Regions from separate parts of the Mus musculus genome. Here region 2 is linked to region 1. The links are chromatin contacts, called in public Micro-C maps. All regions are on one chromosome and are shown on one strand. Each heading gives the region's core, a stretch centred on a gene start, on an enhancer-like site or on the middle of the called end of the contact. The rest is flanking DNA. Distances are from core to core; before and after follow the strand shown. Region 1 overlaps Dlc1 (deleted in liver cancer 1). Region 2 overlaps Dlc1 (deleted in liver cancer 1).

The links. A called contact is a pair of places that touch in the nucleus more often than the background predicts.
Region 2: a Micro-C map of muscle stem cells shows a contact between it and region 1, with 4 times the contacts expected there. The contact joins two enhancer-like sites. A contact is called at or near these places in 10 of 484 Hi-C or Micro-C datasets (adipose-derived mesenchymal stem cells, embryonic fibroblasts, forebrain and 3 more), 4 of 115 datasets of contacts at active chromatin or transcription factors (embryonic fibroblasts, heart atrium, hepatocytes and 1 more) and 3 of 9 other capture datasets (adipose tissue, liver and pancreatic islet).

Annotation. Positions count from the first base shown.
Region 1 is chr8:36,657,925-36,664,591 of GRCm38.p6, forward strand. All of the region lies in intron 5 of Dlc1 (deleted in liver cancer 1), which reads right to left. Among named protein-coding and RNA genes, the nearest start is that of Trmt9b, 200 kb to the left of the region's middle. Within about 2 kb of position 2,632, at least 53 of the 459 cell types and tissues checked have an H3K27ac peak or open chromatin away from gene starts, as enhancers often do. A contact at or near this core is called in adipose tissue, embryonic fibroblasts, heart atrium and 2 more, where this site is marked.
Region 2 is chr8:36,743,413-36,749,988 of GRCm38.p6, forward strand. All of the region lies in intron 5 of Dlc1 (deleted in liver cancer 1), which reads right to left. Among named protein-coding and RNA genes, the nearest start is that of Dlc1, 210 kb to the right of the region's middle. Within about 2 kb of position 2,594, at least 60 of the 459 cell types and tissues checked have an H3K27ac peak or open chromatin away from gene starts, as enhancers often do. A contact at or near this core is called in adipose tissue, embryonic fibroblasts, heart atrium and 2 more, where this site is marked.

The DNA.
Region 1 (6,667 bases), core at 1,382-3,881:
TGTAGACACATGATTTTCAGGAAGACAGAGATGAACTGGGGATCACATATTGCTCTGTAGACCCTTACTGACTGGAAAGACTGGGAGGAGTGAGGAAAGCATGAGCCAGGCCATGTAGACCACAGAAGCTATTTTAAGATGCCGCGAGACTTTGGTCACTAGAGGTTTCCAGCTGTGAGCCAAGAGGATGAGTCAGAATGGTGGGTCCACCTTTGTATTCTTGAACTCAGCAAAGCTAGACTCTTTTAGAAAACCACAGAACAGAGCTCCAAGTCTAGGGTCTAGTCCTTGCTCATGTCTGGGCTACATGTGTTCTTGGCTAAGTTGCACCCCCAGAGCATCCCTTTCTGTGTGTATAAAATAATGGGTCTGGCAGTAGTAACTCCTGTTGTCCTCTTAGCCTTTAAACATCTATGACTTATGCTTTGAATCTTAGCACTCGGGAGACAGAAGCCAGCAAACCTCTGTGAGTTCAAGGCCAGCCTGGTCTACACAGTGAGTTACAAGTCTGCCAGCACTATATAGAAAGACCCTGTCTTAAAAAAATAAAAAAAGAAAGTAAAAGCCCGTGACTTTGAGTTAGGTCTACTCTGACTTCTTAAAATTCCTTATGGTTCTCTTCCTGTTGTCTACTAAAGAGTAGGCTCTAAGAGCTAGAATCACAGATACACAGACAGTATGAAACCATACATAGTTCATATGTATTTTGTCCTCCATACATGTATAATTACAATAAAGTTTAACTCATAATTTGGGCACAGAAAGAGATTAACAACAACAACTAAATGTAAAATAGAACATTTACATATAATATGCAAATATAATACAACTACGAGAATCACAACTCTGACACTAAGGTGACAACTATTAAGTAAGCTAAGAATCATTAAAACATAAACACTGTGAAACCTTGACAGTGACTGATAATCCAGATAGTTCCTAAGTAACTCATGAGCCGGTAGCATATACAATATGGATCCCAGAAGAACAGAGCCTCACTGAGAGATTTTTTTTTTATCTCTCTATCAAGAAAGGCATGCAACATAAAGTGATTAATGCTTGCTTTTCGATAGCTCCATTTAATACTTTCAAAATGCAATTGTCTATGAATGACTAAAACCTTAGCGAGTGAAACTTCAGATAATGGGGGACCACTGCACCACAGGGGAGTCAGCTGTGTTATTCGTTGACTACTTCTATTTAGGATAGAACTAGGTTTGGGAAAGTAGATGCTATGCAGTTTTGGAAAATGCCCTCTTTAAGGCTACCCAGGAATGAGGAGATGGCTTAGTTGCTAAAGAGCTGGTTATGCAAGGCAAAAGGATCTGTGTTTGACCTTTGCTGCAAGGTAGGGCTGGGTAGAATCCTGGAGCTCACTAGCAAGGCAGCTTAGCTTAATTGACTAGCTCCAGGGACCAGTCTCAAAATGATGTACAAGATGATGTCTATGGAATGACCAATGGGGTTGACCTCTGGCCTTCCACACACACTTGCAAACATTCATGTATGCTTATACACGTGGCATGTGCATATATACATTCTATACCAACACACCCAAGGAAGACAACACAATTAGGAACACAGCATTGGATAGGAGAGTGACTTAGAATAAGAAAAGAAATGATAACGGTCTTCCAGACATTAGCTTTCACTCTTTTTCTTCTGATAGCTCTATTGACAACCATCCGGCATGATCTTACAGACATGTTTCTTGATTCCAACCAAACCTCCCCTCTTTACTTGGTATAGCACAGTCCAGGTACTGTCCAGAGTCTAGCTTATTTTAGGGTCTGTGCATGTTAAGGTTCATCATGGGTGAAATGTCCAAATTCATATGTTGAAGTCCTACCCCCACCTGCACAGTCAGAGATATTTATTTATTCGGAGATAAACTCCTTAAAGGGGTGGGTGATTGATGTGGATGTTAGGGGAGAGACTCTCTTCTTTCATGCTTCATGCCTTTGATCATGACTTCTCCAGCTGTTCCAATCCGACCTATCCTAGCCTTCCTTGTGGTGAAACCTCCCATGCTCAGAGTGCACTAACAACCTATTGGCTGCCATTCATTTTGCGAAGGGCAGCCACATTTCCTCGTGGCTACGCATGCTATTATCCTCCTGTAGTGTTACTTTGGATCTTGATCCTACAGCTTCTTCCTTATTGGCTAAGTCTTCAGGAGACCATCAGGATGGTATCTTAGGTCAAAGTCAGATGTTAGAAAAATTCCTTGAACAGTATTTTTTGAGGTAGGGGGATGGAGACTCCATTTAATTTTTTTGAAGTCTTTTTATATGCTAGTTTTGATGTTAAAAGATAATGGAATCCACTATACTTACTGACAGGCTATTACAATACCAGCATTGAACACATAAAAGGTATGTCAGAGTGGAGGCTAGTTCAGCGTTAGAGCTGAAATCCCCCACTGCCTCCCACCTCTTCCCACTAATTCACTTATCTCTTCTTCTGTTGTGGCAACCCAATCCTGGTTATTACCTTCTGTTTTCCTACTGCTTACGCCAGCAACGGAAGTTCACAAGAATATCTTCCAAAACCCTTTGGCCAGAACGAAAGGAAGTGAGCACATTCAAGGGTAGAGGATGATTCAATCTCTTTGAGTGCTCAAGTCCTGGTACCCCTTCGGAAACCATTGAGAAGAATGCCAGCAAGCTGTAATTACTATGGTGCTCCCTGGGAGGTGGAGACCTGCCAGTACTCACTGGATCTCAACCAACAATTCATTTCAAGTGAGTCACTGAAGGAAATGAGTATCCAGTTTGGCCATTTTTAAGGGACTATTTAACACCCTTAAAAATCCAAATGTGTGATTGATACAAAGATTTATAAAATTAGACAGCATTATGACATATGATATACATGACATATGATATATATATACACACACACACATATACACGCATAATACATATATGTATACACACACATATATACATGTACATTATACATATATCTATACATACACGTGGTCCTGGTAGGCCTGGAACATGCTAAGTAGGCCAGACTGGCTTTGCATCTGCCTCCTGAGAGCTAGGATTAAAGGCAAGTGCTACCACGTCATGGACTCACCAGGATTTCCAGTGGAGGCTTAAATATGCACTAAAGATAATATTGCACTAGAGATTTATGACAGAGAAAAACCAAGTAAGAATAAACTTGGCTCATAAAAGTCTGCATTGAGAAATGAAGCTTTAGGTCCCTACTGAGCAACTATACCTGTATTCAAGATATTTCTCAAATGTCCCATTCTTCCACCAAACCAGGATCTCCAGGATGAGGAGGATCCAGTATTCTTCTCAGGAAAGCAAGGCTGCTTTTGCAATCAGAACAGCTTCCAAGACTCTGATGCCAATAATGGCTTGGAATGATTTAGCGTCAACTTCAGAAACGTCCATGGGAGCTGAGTGGGTAGCTATGAATCACTGTGTGCCCTCTGCATACATCGTTACTGAGCTCCTCGGACCATTATATGAAAATCATACTCCGCATTTTTGGGGGGGGGGATAAGAAATGCTTTTCCTGATGGCATCAGACTGTCTGGAAGTAAAAGCTGCAGCAGCCCCTAGTGAGCCGTGTACCTCGGGGTTGGATGTGTTCCAGACGGATCTGCAAATGGTGTTTTGAGTCTCAGGCAACACACCTGATTGGGAACGTGGCCACAGGCAGAAGCAGTGCCTCTGGCAATGAGGAGAGAGGTCTTCCTTCATTCTGGTGATTTCAAAGAAAACATTGAAATAATTTTTAACTCCTTCAGGGTTGGTGAGAAGTAGTATTGGTGGCCTGAACTTATTCTCTGAGCATGGATAAGACTGTAAACCTAGGAGAATCAACCTGCATCCCATTGACTGAGCATGGGTCTCTGATTTGCTACGGCTGTTGCTCATTAACTGGGCCAAAGTTGATACCACAACACACTATCACGTGGGGTGGGGGGAAGTTAGTGGTAAGCCCCAAATCTTTGTGTTTTAGTCCCATGTATATACTGCATTGTCTGTGTAGCGTCAGTGCTGGGCAGGTTCCCTGAGCTATCTGTCGGGGTTGATGGATGCACTTTATCAGCAACTGCAGATGACAATCGTTCTGTGGTGACATCAAAAGCTGCCGAGTTTCTCAACCAGACGTGTTCTTACAGGCAGCTGCCGATGCACGGGTCGATATCAAGCCTGCATACAGACAAGTGAACAGCTCGTGTCAGTGGTGACCGCTTAGACTAAAGCGGCTGTGAGTGCCACTCTTTGCTGCCTACATCTATAGTATGTGAACCTCGGCGGATGGAACTGAGGGTGTCTAATTCATAGAAAAAATATTTCAAGAGCATTTATCATCACTGTTGTCATCATCATCATCATCATCATAGTTTTTTTTTTTTTGTGTGTGTGTGTGTGTGTGTGTGTGGATGAAGTTCTTCTGTGAAGGAATTTGGTTTTGCTAGTGTAGCTTAAAGAATAGCTTCTGACCAATAGGTTGAAGTCAATTGGAAACAAGTTTCAGACTAAACTAAAAGCTTCATCCCTCCCTTCTCTCCTTTCTCCCCCTTTCCTCCCTCGATCTTCTCTCTCTTCTTCCCTCCCTTCCTCTCACTTTCTTTGTGTTCCCTGGAGCAGATTTCACGATGTGCTTCAGGTTGGCCTTGAATTTGAGTTGCTTCTGCCTCAGACTTCCAAGTGCTAGGGTTACAGGTGTGCCTCCCACGGATCAACTAGAAGGTTGTTCTCTAACTCTTCTCAACTGATAAGTGAGTGCTTCAGGACAGGGGCGTGAGCAAGGAGTATTGTATTTGAAAGACAGGAATTTGAGTTATTTTACTTTTCATTGACTATTATAAATAGCGGACGAATAAAAGATACTGAGCCTCAAGAAGAACGGAAAGGAAATAACATAAGAATGAAGAATAGTTTTGGAATAGTATGGATATTCAGCTTTAGAAAACATATACTACTTATATAGGTATTACAGGTTAGAGCTATCTCTTCATTCACATGTGTACACCATACAGATATGGACTGGATAGGGAAATATCAAGTCATGAGATGGTTTCTTGGACAAGGGAGTTAGGATGAAACATGTGTTATTTAAGTTATGTACTGCATTAAGTTTTGTAATTAAATTTTAAAATTAAATATTAAGTTATTTACTATAACTTCAGCCATAGTATTTTTATTTCCTTATGTAAAAAAATAATGCAAATATTAGATAATATTTTATGTTTCAACTTTAGATGTGGGGAGCCTGGATGCAGAAAGCATACCAGGACAATGTCAAATAAAAAGAAAAGTGAACCCTTTATGTGGTTACAATCCTCTGACTTTTCTCATCCCAGCATGCACCTCTCTCTTGCCCACCACTGCTGATCTATTGGCCATTTTCTGGAAGGTCTGGGGACCATTCGCTTATCAAGGGCATCTTCCAAGTGAACTATAACCTGATGCTCATGATTTCTCCAATGGACAGGAGCCTCTGTGGTTAGACCAAGGACCCCTGTGTTTCTACAGGTCTTCACTATTACCCCTTACTCTCTTCAGTTTCTTCTGCACCTCATATTTCCTCTGAAACCAGAAGAAAGCTCTCCTCATGGCAACTGGGCAGAAAAGCTGATGACCTTTTTGGGACAAGAGCATGGATAGTCCCTTCCTTCAGAAACCATTCAGATTTTAAACCCCTGCATATGCCGTTTGCTATTTACCTTCATAACACACATATTTTGAATATTTTCAGCCACGAAAGCATATTTTCTAAGCAAGTCATGACGTAAGTGCTGCCTGTCTTGGCTTCTGCAAGAACACTCACAGTCCTGGCTTGAAAGGTGATGAAAACTCTCTAGTGGCAAGGGAGGTTAGGGGCCAAGCACGACTTCAGTTTGATTCCACTGCTCCTGTGGAATCGATCAACAACCTGGCGTTTTCTCCAGCTCATGGATTTGGTCTTTTTAAATGTTGCCTCGAGTATGTGTTTATATAAAACAAAAGATCCTAAGGCAAAGATATGAATGAAGATTTTTTCAAATGGGTGAAAAATGTTTATCTGTGAATTTCTTTGTTTGTTTTTCGAGACAGGGTTTGGTGTAGCCCTGGCTATCCTGGAACTCACTCTGTAGACCAGGCTGGCCTCGAGCTCAGAAATCCACCTGCCTCTGCCTCCTAAGCACCGGGATTAAAGGCGTGCGCCACCACTGCCCGGCATCTATGAAATATTTAATCCCCGTTTTATTTACTTCACAGTTTTAAATTAATTTTGGGAATAATTTTTAACCTCAGGTTTTGAGGGGAGACTAATAATAGGGGAGTCTAATGGTGAAGGCAGCAATGTCTCTTTGTTAGAGTTTTAACACTCCAGGAAACTTCAGTAAATCTCACTTAAAACGTCCATGTTAGTTAGGCTTGTTCTTCAGTGTCACACACAGTGACTTGCCTATGTTTATTAAATCCCCTAGGCTATTCGTGCTTTCATTTTACAAGAGAAGATGAGAATTACTGCTTAATAAATGTATTTTGTGGCCAAAAATTCAGAATATGGGCTCTGTGGGTGGTGAATCACAGAGGGAATACTTGGGATTTTTAAAATGTGGTGGGAACTGAAATGATTTCAATATTGTAAATGAGAAACATAATCTGATTTGACTTCAGGCACAGCAAAAAGGGTGACCTTCAGGAGA
Region 2 (6,576 bases), core at 1,344-3,843, 85 kb after region 1:
GAAGGGCAGCAAAGACTCTTCACAAGAGCCCCTCTGGAAAGATGCATTTTTGGGAGGGGGTGGAATCCCTTCATGAATAGTTGTTAAAAACAACAACAAAGTCATGATATCCATTAAAGCAATTTGATGGCCACATGACTTTCTTGCCTCTGGAACTAGGTCCTAGAAAGCCTTTTCCCCTGTTTCTCCAACTGCTTAGTTAGCTGGGACTTCTTGCTCTGTGAATCTCTTCGGTGTGTGGCCCTTGGCTGCTCTGGGTCTAGATAGCTGTCAGATGTGAGCGGAGGAGAGTAGTCATTGAGAAACTCCTTAGGCTGCTCAATACTTTCCATATTTATTTGACGCTCATGGTAAACAACTTGCAACTTGTATTTTCACTGGATTTTTCCGCTAATTTTCATTTTATATTAATATCTTTCCACAATTGTGCTGGCTCGTTTTATGTCAACTCCATACAAGCTAGGGTCATCTGAGAGGACGGAACCTAAGTTGAGAAAACACTTCCATAAGATCTGGCTGTAGGCAAACCTGTAGGGCATTTTCTTAATTAGTGATTGATGGGGGAAGGTCCTGCCTATTGTGGGAAGTGCCACCCCTGGTCTGGGGTTCTGGGTTCCATTAAAAAAAACCCGAGTAAGCCATAGGGAGCAATCCAATAAGCAGCACCCCTCCATGCCCTCTGCATCAACTCCTGTCTTTAGGTTCTTGCTCTCCTTGACTTCCTGTCCTGACTCCTTTCACTGATGGACTATGATGTGAAAGCACAAGCCAAATAAACCATTTTCTCTCCAACTTGCTTTTGCTCATGGTGTCTCAGCATAGCAGTAGTAACCCTAACTAAGACATTTAGCCTGAAGATGAGGTTGTCAATGATGCAGGAACCCTGGTCTGAGTGGAAAAAAAAAAGGTCCTTTGGGAAACCTCATTCTGAAGTAAACCTACAAGGTATAAAGAGACAGTGATGAGGGCAAGCATAATTGTGTGAAGTCGGGAACCAGCCTCTGTGCTACAGTTAGGGTGTTGGCTATCTCTCAGAGGCCACTGCATTAAGATTGTTTCCCAGGGTGGCTCTGCTGGGAGACAGAGGAGCGAGCGTCTAAGCGTGGGGCCTACTGGGGAGGCTTTGAGTCATTACAGTTGTCCTTTTAAGGAACTGTGATATCTATTCCCTTATTCATTTTGTACTTCCTGGGTCACAGTGGGGACAGCTGTCCCCACGTTCACACTCCCACCATAATATCACATGTCACCACAGACCCCAAACAGTGGCTGCTCATGTAAAACTACCAAAAACGGCAAGCCCAAATGTGTAGGTCAATTGTTTTAGTGTTGTGTTACAGAAAATGCAACTAACACGCTCTGGATTACAGGAACACTATTGGCTCATTTTTTTTCTTTTAATTATTTACACAGCAGTGCTTCATTGGTAAGTGCCATCAGCATTTCAAGTAGAGAAAGGAAAAACAAGCTCTCAAGGAAACGGAAGTGGTTTTGCCTCTGGAATTTCATGCTGAACGAGTGAGCGAGCGAGCGAGTGAGCGAGCGAGCAGTTCACATCTGGCCTGAAGATGAGGTTGTCAATGATGCAAGAACCCTGGAAGCTAAAATATTAAAAAAAAAAGAAAAACACAGCAGGGCTGGCGGTAGGAAGTGAGGTGGCAACCTTGCCACTGAAGTGGGAAGTGCCCTTATTTAAAGCAGACCTCTTTGCCTGTAGCTGTGCTGTTGCTAGCATTTAGTGAAAGGGTGATTCGCTCTGAAATCAGTTGGAAAAGTTAGAGTTCTTAAGGAGCAGCTTTAGGTCTTTAGTTCTCCAAATTCATGCTGTCTTCTCTTTATCCTACTGATGTCATTTGTTATTTGTTATCGAAGAAACGATTGAGTTATAAGAACATAGAAGTCAAATGTAACAAAACCTGTCACTCAAAACAAAACATAACTGGGAAATGTTCAACTCTGTTCAGTCATTAATTGATATATGTATCCCCCCCCCCCACACACACACAGAGACACACACACACAGAGACACACATACACAGAGAGACACACACACAGACACACACACACAGACACACACAAAGTCCATATATATGTAGCCCATATATATATACATATATATACACACATATACATATATATATATACACATATATATATATAAACTCCATCTCTCTCTATAAAGTCATATATATATATATAGTCCATATGTATATAAAGTTCACAAATATATATATATATATGTATATATGTGTATGCATATATATATTCCTTTATTAAAAGTGATATTGATCATAATGATTATTATCAAATGGTTCCTGGTATGGTAACATATCATTTAAAACAAACAGTTCCTGATTTTTAATTTTTCTTTTTTACTGTTGCATACAAGAATAGGGATATCTAGATCTTGCAGCTGGGGTAATACCTCTGATTATAAGATTTAGTGTTCTTGGTAAAGTTATAACTGTCCAAGGCCAGTTGGAGCTTGAAATTATCCTATTTCTCTCTCTTTTCCTCTCTGAACACAGGCTCTGGGCTCTAGCTGGCAGGCAGCATGATTGCATCATCAAGCCATAAGCACCCCTGCAGTCCTGACCTTGCCAACACTTCCTTAGCCTAGCAATGTCTCAGATCTTCCTTTCCAGTTTCAAGGCGCCCATCCCTGTACGGGCTCCAGCTTCCTTGGACAACTCCGGCTTATGTGACGGCTCCCTTGGCTAAAATGCCCAGGGTATCTTGAGAATTTTACAGCCCAGTGCTCAGCACTTATCTTGCTCGGCAGGCTGCCTTCACACCGAAAGGACGTGCTCTCAAGACCTAGAGAGAGGAAATCCTGAGACAACTAAACAAGCAAAGCAGGAAAGCAGCGCATACCAACATCACTTGCGCCCAGTACGTTTCCCCTTATCACATCATTCAAGTGCAAGGCAGAGGAAGTGGGAGCTCAAGAGAACGGAGGGCTAATGTTGGCTGCACTTAGATCAAACTGGGGTACATCGCTTCCATCAGGAGGAAACTGAAGCCTGTGGCCTCTCTAAAGAACACAGAGCATGTTTGGATTTACGGAATGTTTACTCTGTGTCACTCGGCTGTTTCTATCGTGACTAGATTGTAAAGATGCCGCTCCTAGTGCGGTTTTCCCACCCGTGTCTGGGTATCTTTGGTCTCTCCACTCTTTCTTTTACTCTGACGCATTCAGTCCTTTTCCTATCATGCTCTCTAATATTACCCAGGGTCGAACACCCACTTCATCGTCTTACAAAGCCCAGGATTCCTATTGCATTGGTGCTTGGTAATAATATTCTCTGGGCTGCTTCATGATGGAAAGAGTTGAGCTCTGAAGGAAGAGAGGGTGTATGTGCAGGGCTGTAGGGAAATTTATATGTAGAACAAGAACGTGGCTCCCATATATACTGACTTACTGAATGTTAGTGGTGGTGCAGTGTGCCATCCACCTTCCTTCTATTCCCACCATATTGTATATGGACTTGCTATCAAAACCTTAAAAGGTGTTCAATTTCACAGACTGAATAATGAGTCGCTTCACTAAAGATGATACGAAGGTATAGCTAAAGATAAAGGTGACTATGCGCTACATAAGCCACCCTTGATCATTTTCTCTGTTGAATACATATGTATCTTACTTTTTTCACTTCTACTGTAGACTCTTCATGTGCAGTGTGCTACATACATTTATAAGTACAATATGGGGTTTAGTAGACATAGTTTTGCTTACAAGTAGTAAGATAAAATCTTTTAGTAGCTATTGAGTATCATGATAATTTGTTTGAATTTTTAAAAGAATGGTTTCTAAGCAAGAATTAAAATTGTGTGTCCATGGAGGAAAATGGGGCCAGCAGCCAACGATTCTCACCCCTCAGTGTTAATAAGAACCCTTTGGGGAGGGTCACATCTTCAATGAGATAAGATCTCTGAAGACGGAATAAAGCCAAAGAGGAACTGACAACCCAAAGACCAACGCTGGTGTAACTGACTTAAGGCTTAGGAATAGCAACCATTTTCTTAATTACACAGGATGACAGTAAGTACTATGAAAGCAGTATCCAACCTTATTTTACATGCTTTGCGACATTTAATAATGCACGAAATAAATAAAATCAAAACTTTTGGATCCGAAGATTAAACATGAATAATGAACCAATTAAAACAAATACCAAGGGAATTCTAAAATAGTATCCATAGGGTTAGTCAGAAATTTACGCTTATTGACAGTTATATCCTTTATGTAGGCACAGATACTGAAAGAAATATGAAAAAAAAAGTTAAATTACGGTACATCATAAAACAACAACAACAACAACAGTAACAACAAACTCCCCAAAACAAAGCAAAAAAAAAAAAAAACCAACAAAAACCTAAACAACAACAACAACAGTAACAACAACAACCCCCAAAACTAGTATGAGGAAGTCTCCTGCAGGCCCCCCTCTTTAAAACAACACAACAAAACAGCCTCTGAAACTCCAGGGGTTAAATAGTTTCACTAAAGAAAATAGCGAAGTAGCTGAAGTCATGGGAAATGGTGAAGAACGAGCACGGGGCTGAAACCCCAGCACAGATGGAGCAAAGAGTTTCCAGATGTGCTGCTCTGTCTATGGATCAGCGCACCAGCGTGGCCTGCTCGGATTCTAGGAGGAACGAATACAAGAAGCGTTTCTTGCTCACTTTTGCCTGTAATCGAACTAAACCTACTTTGCTGAAATTTCATATGTCTTTTCCTGCAGGGAAATGTTTGTCGTTCTGTAATCTGAATCTGAGACGCGTCTCAGAGAGCCGGAGTCTGTTCTAGACTGGAATGCCTTCCTCAGGCCTGGCGGTGCGCAGACTGTTGTCTATACATCTCCGTTTACAAGGACACTTTGATGTGTCTATCCGGACTCTTTGGTCTGTATCCCTTGCATGTGCGCATGCCAGTGAGATTGGGGATGTGTTTAATTTTTTTGTTGCCGTGGGCCTTCTAGGGAAACGGCTTGATATTAGTTGCAGAATGGTAAGTCCCGTCTCAGAATCGGGTCCACAAAGTCACATGGAGATGACCACCTTCTCCCTATCTATTTATTTATGAGACAAGGTTTCACATAGCCACCGCTTGCCCTGTATTCACCGTGTAGTCACGGATGACCTTGAATTTCCGGGTGTCCTGCCTCCCGCTCCTGAGTGTTGCTGGGCTAACCGACTTGTGGGACTACAAAGATTCCCATGTGTGATCCTTGGACCTTTTTGCATGCTAGGCAGGCATGTATAGTACCAACATGGCTACATCCCCAGCCTCAGCCACCTCTACTTTTTAAAGGGCCTAAACTTGGTGCACCACAATATTATAAAACAATGGGAGGTTTATTGCAATGTTATATTGACTCCTTGATCCACTAAAGTCCCAAAATAAGAAAAAAAAACTTATATCTGTTGGGGTACCTGAGCAATCATCTTTCTCCACAACTGGAAGGGGGCCTCAGGAAGAAATAGTAACAAAAAGAAAATCCAAGCCATGGTAGGGAGATGGCATCACTGGTGAAGTGCTTGCCAGGCAAACACGAAGCTCTGAGTCTGATTACCCAGCATTCACACAAAAGCTGGGTCTGGTATCACATGTCTATGATCCCAGTGCTGGTGGTAGCCAGGCCATGTGGAGACGGACTGATCCTAGGTTAGCCAGTTTAGCAAAAAATGAGAGACAGACACTGTCTTCCCCCTCCCCCCAAAAGAGTTGAGAGTATCTGAATAGGACAATGAATTTTACATGTTTGCACACATATGACCACACACACACACACACACACACACACACACACACACACACACACACACACACCACACACACACACTACAGACACACCTTCCCACAATCGTAGTTGGTGGTGGCTCATATTTGTCATAGTACATCTTTCCGAGGACGAAAGATCCTGTTTTAGAAAACCTAGGTGTTGAAATCCTGACTTAACTAAAAGAGATAGATAGATAGACAGACAGGCAGATAGATATTGAGAAAATAGTAGGGTTGTAGAAGAAAACATTACAGAAATGCTCCTGTGTAAGTATATTCTTTCATTAAGGACAAATTGCATAGAATATGTCTAAAAAAATTCAGAGTTTTTCTATCAAAGTTTTTTTTTACTTAAAAGTCTGTACTAGGTATCACGCTCATATTTTTGGCTCATAATTTCCTTAGATAAACACATTTTTCTTTCTTTAATTGGATATTTTATTTATTTACATTTCAAATGCTATCTCCTCTCCTGGTTTTCCCTCTGTAACCCCTCTATCACAACCCCTCTTACCCTGCTTCTAAGAGGATGTTCTCCCCACCCACCCACCCACTTCTGCCCCACTGCCCTAGCATTCCTCTATACTGGGGCATCGAGCCTTCATAGGACCAAGGGCCTCCCTTCCCATTGATGTCAGGTAAGGCCCCTTTGGCTCTTTCAGTCCTTCCCCTAACTTGTCCATTGGGGTCTCTGTGCTCAGTACAGTGTTGGCTTCAAGCATTAGATAAACACATCTATTGTTTATATTCCTCCATCTTGTGAGCTTACAGTGCTAGGTATTATTGATTAG